Linked DNA regions of Mus musculus: regions 1, 2 and 4 are each linked to region 3. The links are chromatin contacts, called in public Hi-C and HiChIP or PLAC-seq maps. All regions are on one chromosome and are shown on one strand. Each heading gives the region's core, a stretch centred on a gene start, on an enhancer-like site or on the middle of the called end of the contact. The rest is flanking DNA. Distances are from core to core; before and after follow the strand shown. Region 1 holds the start of Zfp362 (zinc finger protein 362). Region 2 holds the start of Zbtb8b (zinc finger and BTB domain containing 8b). Region 3 holds the start of Tmem54 (transmembrane protein 54). Region 4 overlaps Phc2 (polyhomeotic 2).

Region 1 (3,354 bases), core at 662-3,161, 300 kb before region 3:
AAACCTTGTTGGTTCAGAACCGGGTGACCCAGGCATGCCTAGCTCTGCAGCTCAACGCTCTCAGGCCTTGTTCCCACTGGCTGCCCTTGGGGAGCTCACATTGGCCTGGTGAAGCCAGGACACCGCTCTGAAAGGAGACTTTTCCCTCCAGGAAATGGGGGGAGGGCCCTAGATAAGCACAAAGGCTCAGAGCATCCTCCTAGGACAGAGTCTCCCCCAAAAGGGGAAAAGACCACATTCAGATTTTATGGGCCTGGCCTCATACCACTCTGCTGCCTGTACAGTCACCAGCCAGTCCAGTCAGCCACTTCAGAAACTCAACTGATGTCCAATCAGGAGACTTCAAAGTGGCAGGCCGGGTGGCAGAAAGGAGTTAACACAAGCAGAGGACAGGCCCAGAACACAAGGGCCAGGCAGTCAGCTACTCCTATGTATATCGGGACCCACAGGAGCTGCAGGCCTGTACCCAGCTAAAAACCCACCACTAAGGACATTCATCAACAGAGGCCATCTCTGGAGGCTAAGAAGACCACCCATACCTGAAGGGGGTTCTTCCACTGCAATCAACCAGACTTGCCCCAAGAGGGGGCTACCAAAACTTCCTGTCCACCAAGGGGGCTCTGGCCACCCATGAAGGGGCAAGCCTCCCTCCATCTCCAACACACACACAGCTCCTAAAGGATCCACACTGCTGGAGGACAGGGTGGCAAGAAGGGTCATGTCCTCATGACAGGGATCTTAGCTCCAAACCCTGGGCCCACTTTATGCCCCTAGAGCCAGCCAACTCCCCCAAATCTGGGGCTACAATATAGTTCCTTACAATACCACTTTGATACAGAGCCTCGTCCAAACGACTCCTCCCAAAACCTCTCACCTCAGCCCTACACACACACACACACACACACACACACACACACACACACACACGACATCCCCACCCACGCAGTTCTGGGGAAACCGGCAGTTAACTTTTCCCAAAAACCCTGCAAAGGCGACTAGCTAGGTGGGAAGAAACAGAGAAATGGGCCCCCATATCCTTTCGCGGCATCTCAGGGCCCTCAGGGGAAGAAAAAAAAAATCTTAAAAAAAAAAAAAAGCAAGAAAGAAAAGAAAACTTTCAGAGTTAACTTTAAATTCCCAGCCCCCTCCCCCCAAATCACCCGGCAGCTTCTCTCCCCCTTATTTTTTCCTTTAAAGTGTAATTGTATTGTGTCTCACCTCCCCGAAAGGCTCCCGGCTCTCTCCAAAGAAAAGGAAAAAAGCCAACCCTTCGGGTGCCCCCTCTGCTTCCAGCCGCCTCTCCCACATTCTCAGACAGTTTTATTAAAATCTTCAGACAAAAGAAAAACAAAAATGGCAGCCTGGCTTATTTTTAAAACAGGACAGGGACGCCATATTCTGCAGATCTGCAAAAAAACGGAGAAATCCGGCACTGGCCGCTCCACCGGGCCGGCTGCAAAGTGCGCGAACCGCGCCGTTTGCAATCCGTTTATTTGCATTAAGCCCCATGAATCATTGTTTACCGGAGAATTGCAGCAGGTTTGAATAGCCCGGCTTAGGAAAACACACACGCACACACTCGGAGACGAACCCCAGACACGCCGCGGGAGACGCTGCCTACCCCGCGCGCGCAGCCGCCGCAGCCACGGCCGCCCCGGGGCCCGGCCCGAGGCACCGGCGACCCCCGGGCCCACGCAGCGCGGCCGCCCCGCGCTGACAGCGCTCGCGCCCGCCCGGCCCCCGCCCCGCAACTCGGCGCAACTTTCCCGCGGGCGGGCCCGCTCCCCCGCGCGCCCCGGGCCCGCACGGACCTGGCAGTGCTGGCGGCGCTCCGGGACGCGGCCGCAGCCCCGAGCCCGGCGGCCCGAGTAGGGCCGGGCTGGGGGCTCCCGGCTTCGGCGGTGGCGGCGGTGGCGGCGGCGCGCGGCTGGGGCTCGGTGCGGAGCGGCGCGCAAACCTTCCGGGTCGCCTGCTGTTCACTTCTGGGTTCTGCAGGCGCCGCGGCGGCGGAGGCCGGCTGTGCAGCCGCGCGGCCCCGGCGCGCTGGGCCCCGCGAGCGAGCCGCGTCCGGCCCCCCGCCTCTCGGCTGCGCAGCCCGCCCGGCCCCGGGGCTCCGGCGAGTGGGCAGCGCCCGGCGCTGGCGACGGCGAGGGGAGGGGGCCGGCGGGGCGGGGACGGGCCGCGCGCTGGGGGCCCCCGCTCGGCCCCGGGGCCTCGTCTCGCGCTCGCCGCCGCCGCCGCCAAGGAAAGTTGCGCGGCGCCCCCTGCCCGCGCCGCGCCGCGCCGGAGGCTGAGCCACAAAGGAACTCCGCGCCCCCCTCCGCCCGCCCGAGCCGCGCGGGGAGGGCACCGGCGCCCGGCCCTAGGACAGCCCCTTCCCCAGCACGGGGGCTCCCGGGGCCCGGGCGGCCGCGGCCATTGTCCCGCCCAGACTCCGCTCCCGGGTGGCGGTGGCCTGGGGACCCGGGACTGGCTGGTCACGCTGCTCTCGGGAGGGGTGGGGGTGTCCCTCCTTGGGAAATCGCAAGCTGGTGCAGACCCCCACGGTGCTCCCCCCCCCCCCCACACACACACCCGGTGACAAACGGCCAGGCTCAAGATCCCTGCTAAGATTTTGGTTATTTATTTCTGAAGAAAGGACGTGGGGGCGGGGTGGGGTGCAGAAGTTTGCACAAGCCAGGACACCGCTTCCCAACCCTAGGCCTGAGTCTCAGCGGTGGGGCGACCAGGAGCTGACAGCACTTCTAGAAAGTCTATCAGAGGTGGCACCGCCTGTCCCCCCAGCTCCAGACCTCAGAGCCATCTGCGCGACTCCTCCTCCCGCCTCACCCTCCCCAGCCAATCAGTCACCAAGTCCTCTTGATTCGGCCTCGCGGGCTGTGTCAACTTCTAAACTTCACTTCTACCTGAGGAGGCAGGCATTCCCGATTCCGAACCCGCTTAGATTTCTGTGGCACACTCTGCTGTCCACCTGCAGGCCTAGAGGATCAGGGCTGCCTCTGCCGTCCTAAGCATCCCAGAGAAGGAAGGACACAAAAAACCATCCTGCTTTCTGGGAAGTATAAGTTCATAGGCACGTGCGCTAGTTGGCTGGGAACACAGTTCTAAAAAGTGTGGACAAAGTCGCTGTCCTCGTGAGGATTCCAGTTTAGCACAGGATGTCACACATTGGGGAAGCTGGAGGGTGGGACCCACGGAGGTCGTTGGTTCCTTCTCAAAGCATCAAGCACACAATTCCGGGCATAGGGCAGAGGCACAATAAGCAAGCGGCAAAAATTAACTGGAATGATATGGTATTGACAACACAGAGAAGGCTACTCTCCTAGAGAGATAGGGGCTGTTTTCAGAACATGG
Region 2 (3,154 bases), core at 484-2,983, 340 kb after region 3:
CAAGATCCAAAACAAATTATAGTGTGTGTGTCTGTGTGTGTATGTTTATTCATTATATGGTGAATTTTTTTTCTGAACAATTATTCAAGAAAGATATAACAGCAGAAGTATTAGGGATAAGAAATATGTTAAAGGACTCGAGTTTTACTTCTAATTGTCCTAGCCAGGTGTCGGGAACACACCTGTAGTCCCAGCCATGGAAGGATGAGGCAGGAGCATCATGAACCCAAACTTGGTAAATAATCAGTCCATAGTTAATCTAATCAGCAAAGCTGGTCTCGGGCATGCTGGTCCCTGGGCTGTGCTGAAAACCCCTACTTCTCGTTGGAAAACAGCTTAGCACTGGCCTAACACACATTCATGGCACTCTGAATCTACACACGATTCCAATTCAACTCAACAGTCACTAAATACTGGAGCAGTGAGATGGCTCAGCAGGTGAAAGCACTTGCTACCAAGCCTGCTGGGCTGAGTGTGACGCTCAACACTCACATGGTGGAAGGAGAGAACCAACTCCTAAAAGCTGAACTCTGACCTCCGCGAAAATATGTACACACACAATAAATAAATAAATATATAAATAAATACAGAAATGTAATTTTTAAAAATTAAAGCGAAGCTGGGCAGTGGTGGCACTTGTCTTTAATCCAAGCACGGAGAGGCAGAGAAGCAGAGAGGCAGAGGCTAGTCCCATCCACTTGCCGCTGCCTCTCCAGTGCTAGGATTACAGTATTCATCAGCACTGTATGTCCAGCCCCGTCTTTCTGACAACTCTCCTCCATCCAGTTCCACCAACCTGAGAATAAAAACTGCTCTCCAATGACTAGTATGACTAGAATTTCCTGCACATCATTCATTTCGAAGCACTAAGAAAACTACTTGACAAACATTCATTTTAGGATCATACTAACACAGTGCAGAATATTTTCATTTTTCAGAGAGGGAATCTGAGGTTCAAAGATAAAGCTACACGTCCAGGATTTAGAACCCATATTCTACAGACTCCTGAGAGGCAATCCTTAGCCATTGTTTACCGATCTCCCCAAACCCTCTAACAGGTCTAGCAATAGACCGGGAAGTCACTCCCTCCTCTGGCCCAGGAAAAGGGGAAAAGAACTAAGAGTTTTGCAGGGGTAGAATTTTTGACCAATTGCCATCTTCGGTTCTTCTGCTAAAATGCTCTCAAGACACCGGGAACATTCCATCCAGAGTCAGACAACCTAAAGAGGCCACTGGAACCAGGTAATTGGCACAGTCCCTGGTGTCTGGGTGTGAAAACCGAGGCCTTGCCTCTCGCAGGTCTTCCCGCCGGCAAAGTGACCACTGCCCAAGCGGACACTGGCCCAGCCTGGCCAAGCCCTGGCGCCTGGGTATCCTTCAGGATCAGAATGAGCAGAAGCCAGAACTCCCACCTGAACCGTGAGGGGGTGGGTCACCCACAGCCAGGGAGGGTGGGCATATGCCTCGGTGTCCACCCACCCCACGCAAGAAGAGGGAGGGTCTACCACTGAGAGCGACTCTGCGCAGCCGGGGTCCAGGGAGTTACTGGGCCAGGCGGTCCAAAGCTGGCTGAGGACGGCAACCGTCCCTGCTACCTGCACTCTGTCCCCTGAGCCAGCCTCCCGAGGTGCCCCTAACTTTCCCCAAAACCAAAAAAGCCGCGGCGCCGATCGGATGTTGTGTTCTCACCTGGCACCGGGTTCCAGCCACCTCCAGCGAGCTGAGAGTACTGACACGCCCCCTTTCATTCACCTGCGGCCCTCCAGTGAGAAGCGGGGAAGATGACCAATGGTGGGAGATCTTGGGCTGATGAAGGCGGGCCCTTCAGCCAGCAGGTCCGTCAATGGTCCGGGTACCCACCTCTGGAGGATGCGCTCTGAAGACTCCAGCGTTCATGGGGTGATGGGAGTTGTGGTCTTGTTAGTGTCCGAGACTTTGGGAAATAATCCACTATGAAAACCAAGTTCGAGCCAACAAAAGTTTCTTTATTCAAAAAACCGGTATATTAGGAAGTCGGCTGGGTTCTGGATCCAAACCGTGTCAGGGAGAGTCAGAACAACCTTTTAAAGCAAAAACAAAAACATAAAAAACAATAACAAAACAACAACAACAAAACCCACAGATTAGGTAGGGTAGGGGCAGCCAATCGGGTGCATGCATGCTGTATTTCAACCGTTTCTCACACCTGACATCTTAAGTGGGTTACTACCTGTCAAATACCTCAGATGGTTTTCTTGATAACTTGCCCTGGATTGAGGCCAGCCAATCAGAGCCTGTGTAGCGGCTGCTGGGTTTCAGACCGGACTGGGTGCTAACCAGCAAGGCATGGGGTAGGGTAATGTGGACCTAAATTCCTGTGGGGCGCCTGGAGCCTGAACCCATTTCCGGGAGCTCAGCTGTTTCTTAAAATTTAGCCTAGTACAAGATGGAGACTATGTACAAGATGGGGTCTCTGAAGCTAAAGTGGCTCCAAGACTCTCAGCACTCTGTATAAAAGACAAAACTACATGTACCAAGATGCCCAAAGGATAAGAAGGAAAAAAAAAAAAAGCAAAGCCCTATTTGAGGCTGGAGAGGTGGTTGGGTGGTTGAGAGCATGTTCTACTCTTGCATAGGGCCTGAGTTCAGGCTCCATCCACATCAAGCTGCCCACGACCACCTGCAACTTGAGCTCCAAGGAGTCTGAGGACCTCTGATGACCACATACACACAGGAGGGCGTTCGAGCACGTGCAGGAACACACACTGTTTGTTTTGTGGTGTCACACATTATTTATTTACTTTTTAAATTATTATTGCATATATGTGAGTGCACTGTCACTGTCTTCAGACACACCAGAAAAGGGCATCGGATCCCATTACAGATGGTTGTGAGCCATCATGGGGTTGCTGGGAATTGAACTCAGGACCTCTGGAAAAGCAGTCAGTGCCCGTAACCACTGAGTCATCTCTCCAGCTGTTTGTTTTTAAGCTATGAAGTGGCAATAGGCAGGATCATGAAGAAATTCGACTTCTTTCTCTCCTAGGTTTGGTCAAAATGTCAATGAATCTACATTTGCCTTTACCAATTTCTGATTTCTTCTGGAATCCGTGTGTGTGACTGATAAAGCCGACCAGAGAGGGCTTCAGATCCCCTGGAACTGGAGTTATAGACA
Region 3 (3,109 bases), core at 437-2,936:
TGCAGGATAAAGACCCAAAAATAGAGTTTCTGGGCTACAATTATGAGCCTGTAGCCATTTGCAATAGGGCTAACAGCTGGCTAAGTGACCGCTAAAAGATGCCCATGGACATAACATTTAATGCCCACTAGGGAAGACGCCAGCTAATGGCTTAATGACCTGCCTCCATCTTCCCTTCCATCCATCCTGTCTCCTTATCCTTCGCCATTGCACAATGTCCCCTTCAGAAGTCAGCTGATAAGAAAGCCCACTTACCAACCCGCTGGGAATGACCAGAGCTGCCTGCCTGACCTGCGGTTGTCCTGCCCACAGCACCGGGGCTTCAGCTCCCTCCCCTGCTGCTAGAAGCTGAATGTGCTGATCCAGGTGACACAAGGCACACAGGAGGTGTCACTACAGGTGACACTATAGGCACACAGTCACCAGGCTCTGAGAACCTGTAGACATCAGGACAGCCTCGTCCATGGAGACTATGCTGATGGGCTACAGAACAGATCTGGTACAGAATAGACCAGTTACGCCTGCTGCAAAGACCTCGGTGGTCCAGGGAGGTGCTGTGCTTTGGCCAAGGCAGAATACTTGGCAGAGATGTGGCTGGGAGCGTTCCACCTGTTTATTCACCACTCTGGCTAAATGGTCCTATGTGAGTGTCCAGCTATCTGAACCCAAAGGAGGAGGACAGGACTTGTGTCTGCATCAGGGACACTATCACGAAGCAAGAGTCCATCTAACACTTGATATAACCCAATGCCAACTCGGCAGCCCCCACAATAGACATTCTAGGATCTCTGTGAGTTCAAGACCAGCCTGGTCTATACAGTGAGTTCCAGGACAGTTAGGACTACATAGTACATAGTGAGGCTCTGTCGTGTGTGTGTGTGTGTGTGTGTGTGTGTGTGTGTGTGTGTGTGTGTGTGTGCGCGCGCGCGCCCCTCTGTATGTGTGTGCCTCTGTGTGTGTACCTCTGTGTGTGTGTGAGAGAGAGAGAGAGATGTTTGTGCTGTAGTATGTCAGTGCCATATTCTGCTCCAGTGGAAATCGGAGGACAACTTTCAGGAGTCGGTTCTCTCCTTTCCATGTGGGTCCCAGGGATGGAACTGGGGCTATCAGGCTATCGGGTTATAGGGTTAAGGGACTTTACTGGCTGAGCCATCTCATTGATCCCTACAATTTATTTATTTATCTATCTATTTATTAATTTATTTAATAGCTGCATTTCCTTATATCAGGAAACAAGAATTATTACCCTTGATTTTCCAAGGAGCAAACAGATCACCCCACCACCGCCAAGACCGAAAGGAAAAGCACCTTGCTCAACATGGAAGACCTGACTGAGACCAGGAGGCACCTCCGCCAGAAAAAGGAAGACCCAGCGAGGGAAAGCGATTGTTCTGAAGTCACACAGTAGATTAAAAAAGCAGACCCCTGGTTGCTCCTGCTCACTCCCAGCTTCCATCCTGGCCCATGTGCCCGTGTCTTGTTCACCACCACCACCACCACCATCACCACCATCCGGGGTCGCGCTCACATGCTAACACCACCAGCTCCCAGCACGGCCGATGGAGACCCCTTAGAGCCTCAATGTCCATCGGTGGAATGGGCGTGCGAGGAGGAACGAGGGCGGCCTGGCGCCGGGCGCCTGGCTCAGCAGCAGGGGCGTGGCCGTGACTCAGCCGCACAGTCCCGGGGTCGCCCAGCCGGTCCGACCGGCCTCGGCAACGCGCGCAGGACGCCGGGCTGGGCGACTGAGGGGTGCAGGGAAGGGAGCCGCCAGGAGCCTGCTTGGGCGGGAAGAGGAGCGCAGGCCGCGGAGGAGAAGGATGGAAGCGAGACCCCGCTGAGACCAGCGCGGGGCCACTGGCCGGGATCAACATGTGTCTGCGCATAGGTGAGCTGGGGCAAACGGGAGACCCACTCCTGGGGGGACCCCAACCCGAAGTCAAGCCGCCTGCTTCACCCAACCCTGCTTCACGTACTGGCCTGCTTCAGGTCACTTTCCTCTCAAGCCTAAGTTTCCTTAGAAGCGGGGTGACAAGCGGCTGGGTTTTATTTCCTTTATGCAAGTGCTCTACCACTGAGCTACACACCAGCCTAAACATTTCGAGGCTCAGGGACTAGCCCAGAGCTCAGTACTTAGCTCACTCTAACTTAGAACTTAGAACTCCTTCCGCCACGACCAGCAGCTGGGGGCTCCAGGTTTGTGGCACTGAGGCCCAGCTCTGAGTAAGCCTGGTTTTGGTGGGGCCAGTGGCACCCCCAGCTCCTGGCCCTATTTTCCTTTCTAAGGGGCAAGGCTAGATAGGCTTCGGGATCCGCCGGTAGGGGAAGAGATGCTGAGAGATGAAGAGATGGGGATGTGGATGTAGGGTCCAGGATCCCGGCTCCTTAGCATTACAAAGATGCCATTTCCATACCTTCCTCTCATCCAGCCAAGCTGGAGGGAAAGGCCAGTCAGCCAGCATCTTGACAGAGTAGACTGGTGCGCCCCTCCCCCACGCCCTGGGCAAACTCTGCTGTTTGGGATCTAAGGGGTTCCGTTCCCACTCTCCAGCACACACATCTTTCGAGCCATGCCTATTTCTCCTTGGTAAAATGAAGACCGTTGCACCCACCTCTTGACCAGGATGAAGTTCCGGTCTGCTAATAAACGCTTAGCACTACACCAGCCACTTGCCCAGTGTTCCCAGCATGAGAACGAAGAACCAAAACCAGCCTAGGGCGCTCTGACTAAAGCAAGCAACCCTAGCCTTCTTGTCTGACCAAAGCCTTGGTCCAGAGATGCTGCTGTTTCTTGAGCCCAGCCAAAGCCCAGTAGTGGCTGGCTGATGGGTAGGTGGATGGGGTGGGTGGACAGGGTGGGACCCAGGAGGCCCCTGGAACAAGGCTGCAATTCCTCTTCCTGTTTGGCCAGCTGTTCATCTTCACAAGGCCATTCCAGTTCCTCGTGCCTTTCCAGTCCATGGTCTGTCCTCTGCTGAGATGACAGTCCCAGGGCCTGCAAGCTAAAGGAGAGCTCGGAGAGCAGTTAGGGGAACCTCACCTGGCTCTATGCAGAAAAAATCCGGGGTTACCTCTGAACAGGACAGGCTGGTACCAGGTCCACAGTGAG
Region 4 (3,187 bases), core at 125-2,624, 390 kb before region 3:
CCCTTTCCACAAGGGTCCCCAGGCCTTGAAGGGAGGGCCAAAGCTCCACTTCTAAGTTCTATCACTGGAGCAATCTCAGGGCCCAGTACCTTGGGAATCTCAATCCTGCCCAGACCAAAGTGTAGCTTCTCTCTAGATCGAAACCAGCCCCAAATTCTAAGGATTTTGAAACAGAGCAAAGCAGGTCTTGAGTGGCTTCCAAGGCTGCTGGCATCTCTATGATCTCCAAGAAGATGGACAGAGAGAAGAAAGATACCCACAGGCAGTCTATCCTTCGTTGGAGAGCCTGTATCCTGTGCATGCCATGTTTTTCTGTCTCTGAGAGAGCCCTTTCTGTTTGGCAGTTGGGAAATCTGAGGCCCAGGGAGATCGCCCCAAGAACTTGCATCATACAGTCCTCAAAATCACGGGTAGTCAGTGAGGGGCTGGGCCCAACTCCACACCCCATATCCTCAGCTCTGCACCCTCAACCAGGCCAAGGGACACTCCCAATTCTTACAGTGACTTGGGGCCTCCTTGCCTCTCCTCTTCCCAGCCCAATGCTCAGAGAACCTGGGGGTTCTAACTAAGGCTGTATGTTGATTTGCAGATCCAAATGGCTACCTCTCTAAGCTCTTGAGCCCCGGAAAGGTCCACAGCAGGCTTGAGAGCCTGGGGCTGAGCCTGACAGTGTGGGTGTGATGCAGATGAGACTGGTGGCCCCACAGAACTTTCCGTGGAGCAGCTGTGTGCTAAGGAATACAAAGACCCTCTCCCCAGAGACGCAGATCAGTGGGCTTGGCATTGTTCCTGCCTCCCACTGTCTGGCCCATTCTTCCTTTCTCTCCAACCCCCACCCCTCCATAAGCCTCTCCACTCCTCGACTCTCACCTCCCAAAAGGAAGGCAGCTGGGGGAGGCTTAGGAGCCACTGGGCCTCTCTGGGCCTGTGGAACAAAAAAAAAGACCGAAATAATTCTTTCAACCTGATGGGGGTTGGGGGGAACAGAGCAAAGCAGCACCTGTCAGACTGCACAGTTCCTCGGGCGCAGAGGTGATGGCTGGCCTTCTGCCCAGCCAGCCCACTGTGTGTCAATGAGGAAGGGGCGAAGGCGGGAGAGCCGAGCAGGCATGCTTGTGCTTGTGAGAGAGCGCTGTATACTGGAGGAGAGTCTGTTTTGTTACGGGAGCATTTTTGTTTAAAGCTGGCTGGCTGCCCCAGGAGGAAGGTGGGCAGTTGAGACTTGCGGGGGGAGGGCAGGGGCAGCAAAGAGGAATGTGTCTTCCCTGGGGGTGTTTCCTCCAGAGAGGCAAGCCCTCCTGCCCCAGCTGGGACTGCTCCCACTGACAGCTGTTTGGGGGCAAAGCCCCTCCCCCATGGCAAGCTCCCTGCTGTTCCTGCTCCTGTCACCTTGGCAACCAGCTTCTTTAGGCTGTGCAAATAGAAAAGGTCCCTTATGCCCTGAAAGAGTGTGGATGGGGGAGGGGAGGCAGGGCAGGAGAGCGGAGCCTAGGATGTTGAGCCTTGGAAGGGAAGGCAAGGGGTCTGGCCTTGCCCTTCTTAGGGCTAGGGAGACTGGATCATAGAAGGCAGAAGAGGGCAGGCAGAAGGGTCCTGTGGGCCCGGCCTCTGGGACAGCCAAGACCTAAGGCAACCTGACCATAGCTCCAACTAAGAGGCTTGGTCCTTTGAGTCACCATTCTGGGTGATAAACTCTGGGCTCTGGGTAACACTCAGGCCCAACCCGATGGTGAGGAGACAGTTGCTGACCAGGAGGAGTGTGTTGTTGTAAAAGGGGGTTGGAGAGTCTCTGAAGCTCCTGGGCCCCTTTCACTCAGATGGACCTCCAGATGCCAGGCCTTTGTTCAGTCTCCTCAACCGCCTCAGGTTTTGACTCCGAGGGGAAATCTTCTGAAGGGCAGGCCTGCCACGTAGCTGTTTTATCACAGAGTGGATTTGTGTCAGGGGGCAGAGATTTCCATCTGTGATAGGCTGGGCAGAGTGATGCTTTCTGGTTCAAGGATTCTTGAGTACTGTGTATATTCCTCCCAAAGCAGCTGCTAAATTAATGGGTCACACTTTCACTAGGGAAAAAAAAAAATGCAGTAAACAGCTAAGCATGCAGGTGAGCCTGCTATCCAGCTGCAGGTGGAAATTGCCAGCGATTTTCCTGTTAAAACAGTAGAGCCAGCCTTGAAAGTTATCCCAGCAGTGTAGGGCCAGATTTAGATTACGAAACTCTTAGGCTTAGGGAAAACTCAGAACTCATTAATTATCAGCGGGAGGTGGGGTGGGGGGTTACCCAGGATCCTTCACGGCGAAGGTGGGTGTGAATGCGTGCATACACGTGTGCCTGCATTATGTGCGGACATGCCTGTGTTTGTGCCAAGAAAGAGAAAACCAGTTGTGTGAATTTCTCCTTTCACCCTGTCTTAGTCAGGGTTTCTATTCCTGCACAAACATCAGGACCAAGAAGCCGTTGGGGAGGAAAGGGTTTATTCGGCTTACACTTCCATACTGCTGTTCATCACCAGGGAAGTCAGGACTGGAACTCAAGCAGGTCAGGAAGCAGGAGCTGATGCAGAGGCCATGGAGGGATGTTCTTTACTGGCTTGCTTCCCCTGGCTTGCTCAGCCTGCTCTCTTATAGAACTGAGACTACCAGCCCAGAGATGGTCCCACCCACAAGGGGCCTTTCCCCCTTGATCACTAATTGAGAAAATACCTTACAGTTGGATCTCACGGAGGCATTTCCTCCCACCTCACAAAGGAAGATGCATCCGGTGAACCGGCATTCCAAATCAACCGCCATTCCCAATCATTTTCTCCACGTCTTCAACTGTTCCGTTCAGTTCAAGAAATACTCATTTGACACATATTTTGTGCCTGCTACTACGCCACACCATGGGAGTACAGAGCTGGGCAAGAGCTGAAATTCTATGAAAGGTTGTGGAAATCCAAGCTGTACTTTGAAGATGGGACTTTGTAGCATGGAGCAAACAGGAGGGCTGCCTCAGACAGCACCGGGGACACCCCAGTCCTGAGTGACTCACGCATCTTTCCCTCTGCAACTACCAGGCCTGGCACCCTCCTCCTCTGGACTGGCTTTCCGTCTTGCCCAGAGGCAGCTGAGAGAATGCCGGTCTGCGGGGCGCCACAGCCTTAGCTCAGTGCTGTTGTAGATATCCTGTTGGCTCCTTTTTTGATCT

The links. HiChIP or PLAC-seq counts read pairs in DNA pulled down with a chosen protein or histone mark. Hi-C and Micro-C count contacts between places; a contact is called where the count stands out from the background.
Region 1: a Hi-C map of epidermal suprabasal cells shows a contact between it and region 3, with 2.1 times the contacts expected there. The contact joins the promoter of Zfp362 here to the promoter of Tmem54 in region 3. A contact is called at or near these places in 2 of 39 promoter capture datasets (embryonic stem cells and hippocampal neurons), 1 of 484 Hi-C or Micro-C datasets (epidermal suprabasal cells), 7 of 115 datasets of contacts at active chromatin or transcription factors (the NIH/3T3 cell line, craniofacial prominence, embryonic forebrain and 2 more) and 2 of 9 other capture datasets (adipose tissue and embryonic stem cells).
Region 2: a contact with region 3 is called in an H3K27ac HiChIP or PLAC-seq map of embryonic stem cells, with 5 read pairs. The contact joins the promoter of Zbtb8b here to the promoter of Tmem54 in region 3. A contact is called at or near these places in 8 of 39 promoter capture datasets (the 3T3-L1 cell line, embryonic stem cells, hippocampal neurons and 4 more), 2 of 15 datasets of contacts at CTCF or cohesin (embryonic stem cells and large pre-B cells), 13 of 484 Hi-C or Micro-C datasets (the P5424 cell line, Sertoli cells, cortical neurons and 3 more), 5 of 115 datasets of contacts at active chromatin or transcription factors (embryonic stem cells and pancreatic cancer cells) and 2 of 9 other capture datasets (adipose tissue and liver).
Region 4: a contact with region 3 is called in a CTCF HiChIP or PLAC-seq map of embryonic stem cells, with 4 times the contacts expected there. The contact joins the enhancer-like site here to the promoter of Tmem54 in region 3. A contact is called at or near these places in 6 of 39 promoter capture datasets (the 3T3-L1 cell line, the HPC-7 cell line, embryonic stem cells and 2 more), 2 of 15 datasets of contacts at CTCF or cohesin (the NIH/3T3 cell line and embryonic stem cells), 17 of 484 Hi-C or Micro-C datasets (the G1E-ER4 cell line, the HL-1 cell line, cerebellum and 7 more), 8 of 115 datasets of contacts at active chromatin or transcription factors (the NIH/3T3 cell line, craniofacial prominence, embryonic hindbrain and 4 more) and 1 of 9 other capture datasets (embryonic stem cells).

Annotation. Positions count from the first base shown.
Region 1 is chr4:128,804,201-128,807,554 of GRCm38.p6, forward strand. It overlaps Zfp362 (zinc finger protein 362), which reads right to left and starts at 1,912. Exons shown (of 9, transcript NM_001081098.1): 1 at 1,812-1,912.
Region 2 is chr4:129,439,085-129,442,238 of GRCm38.p6, forward strand. It overlaps Zbtb8b (zinc finger and BTB domain containing 8b), which reads right to left and starts at 1,734. Exons shown (of 4, transcript NM_153541.3): 1 at 1,690-1,734.
Region 3 is chr4:129,103,844-129,106,952 of GRCm38.p6, forward strand. Tmem54 (transmembrane protein 54) reads left to right here and starts at 1,687. Exons shown (of 6, transcript NM_025452.4): 1 at 1,687-1,888. The coding sequence starts at 1,873.
Region 4 is chr4:128,714,652-128,717,838 of GRCm38.p6, forward strand. The region is part of intron 7 of Phc2 (polyhomeotic 2); the gene reads left to right. Among named protein-coding and RNA genes, the nearest start is that of Gm33712, 11 kb to the right of the region's middle. RefSeq lists an enhancer at 1-2,364. Within about 2 kb of position 1,375, at least 118 of the 459 cell types and tissues checked have an H3K27ac peak or open chromatin away from gene starts, as enhancers often do. A contact at or near this core is called in cerebellum, craniofacial prominence, embryonic limb bud and 6 more, where this site is marked.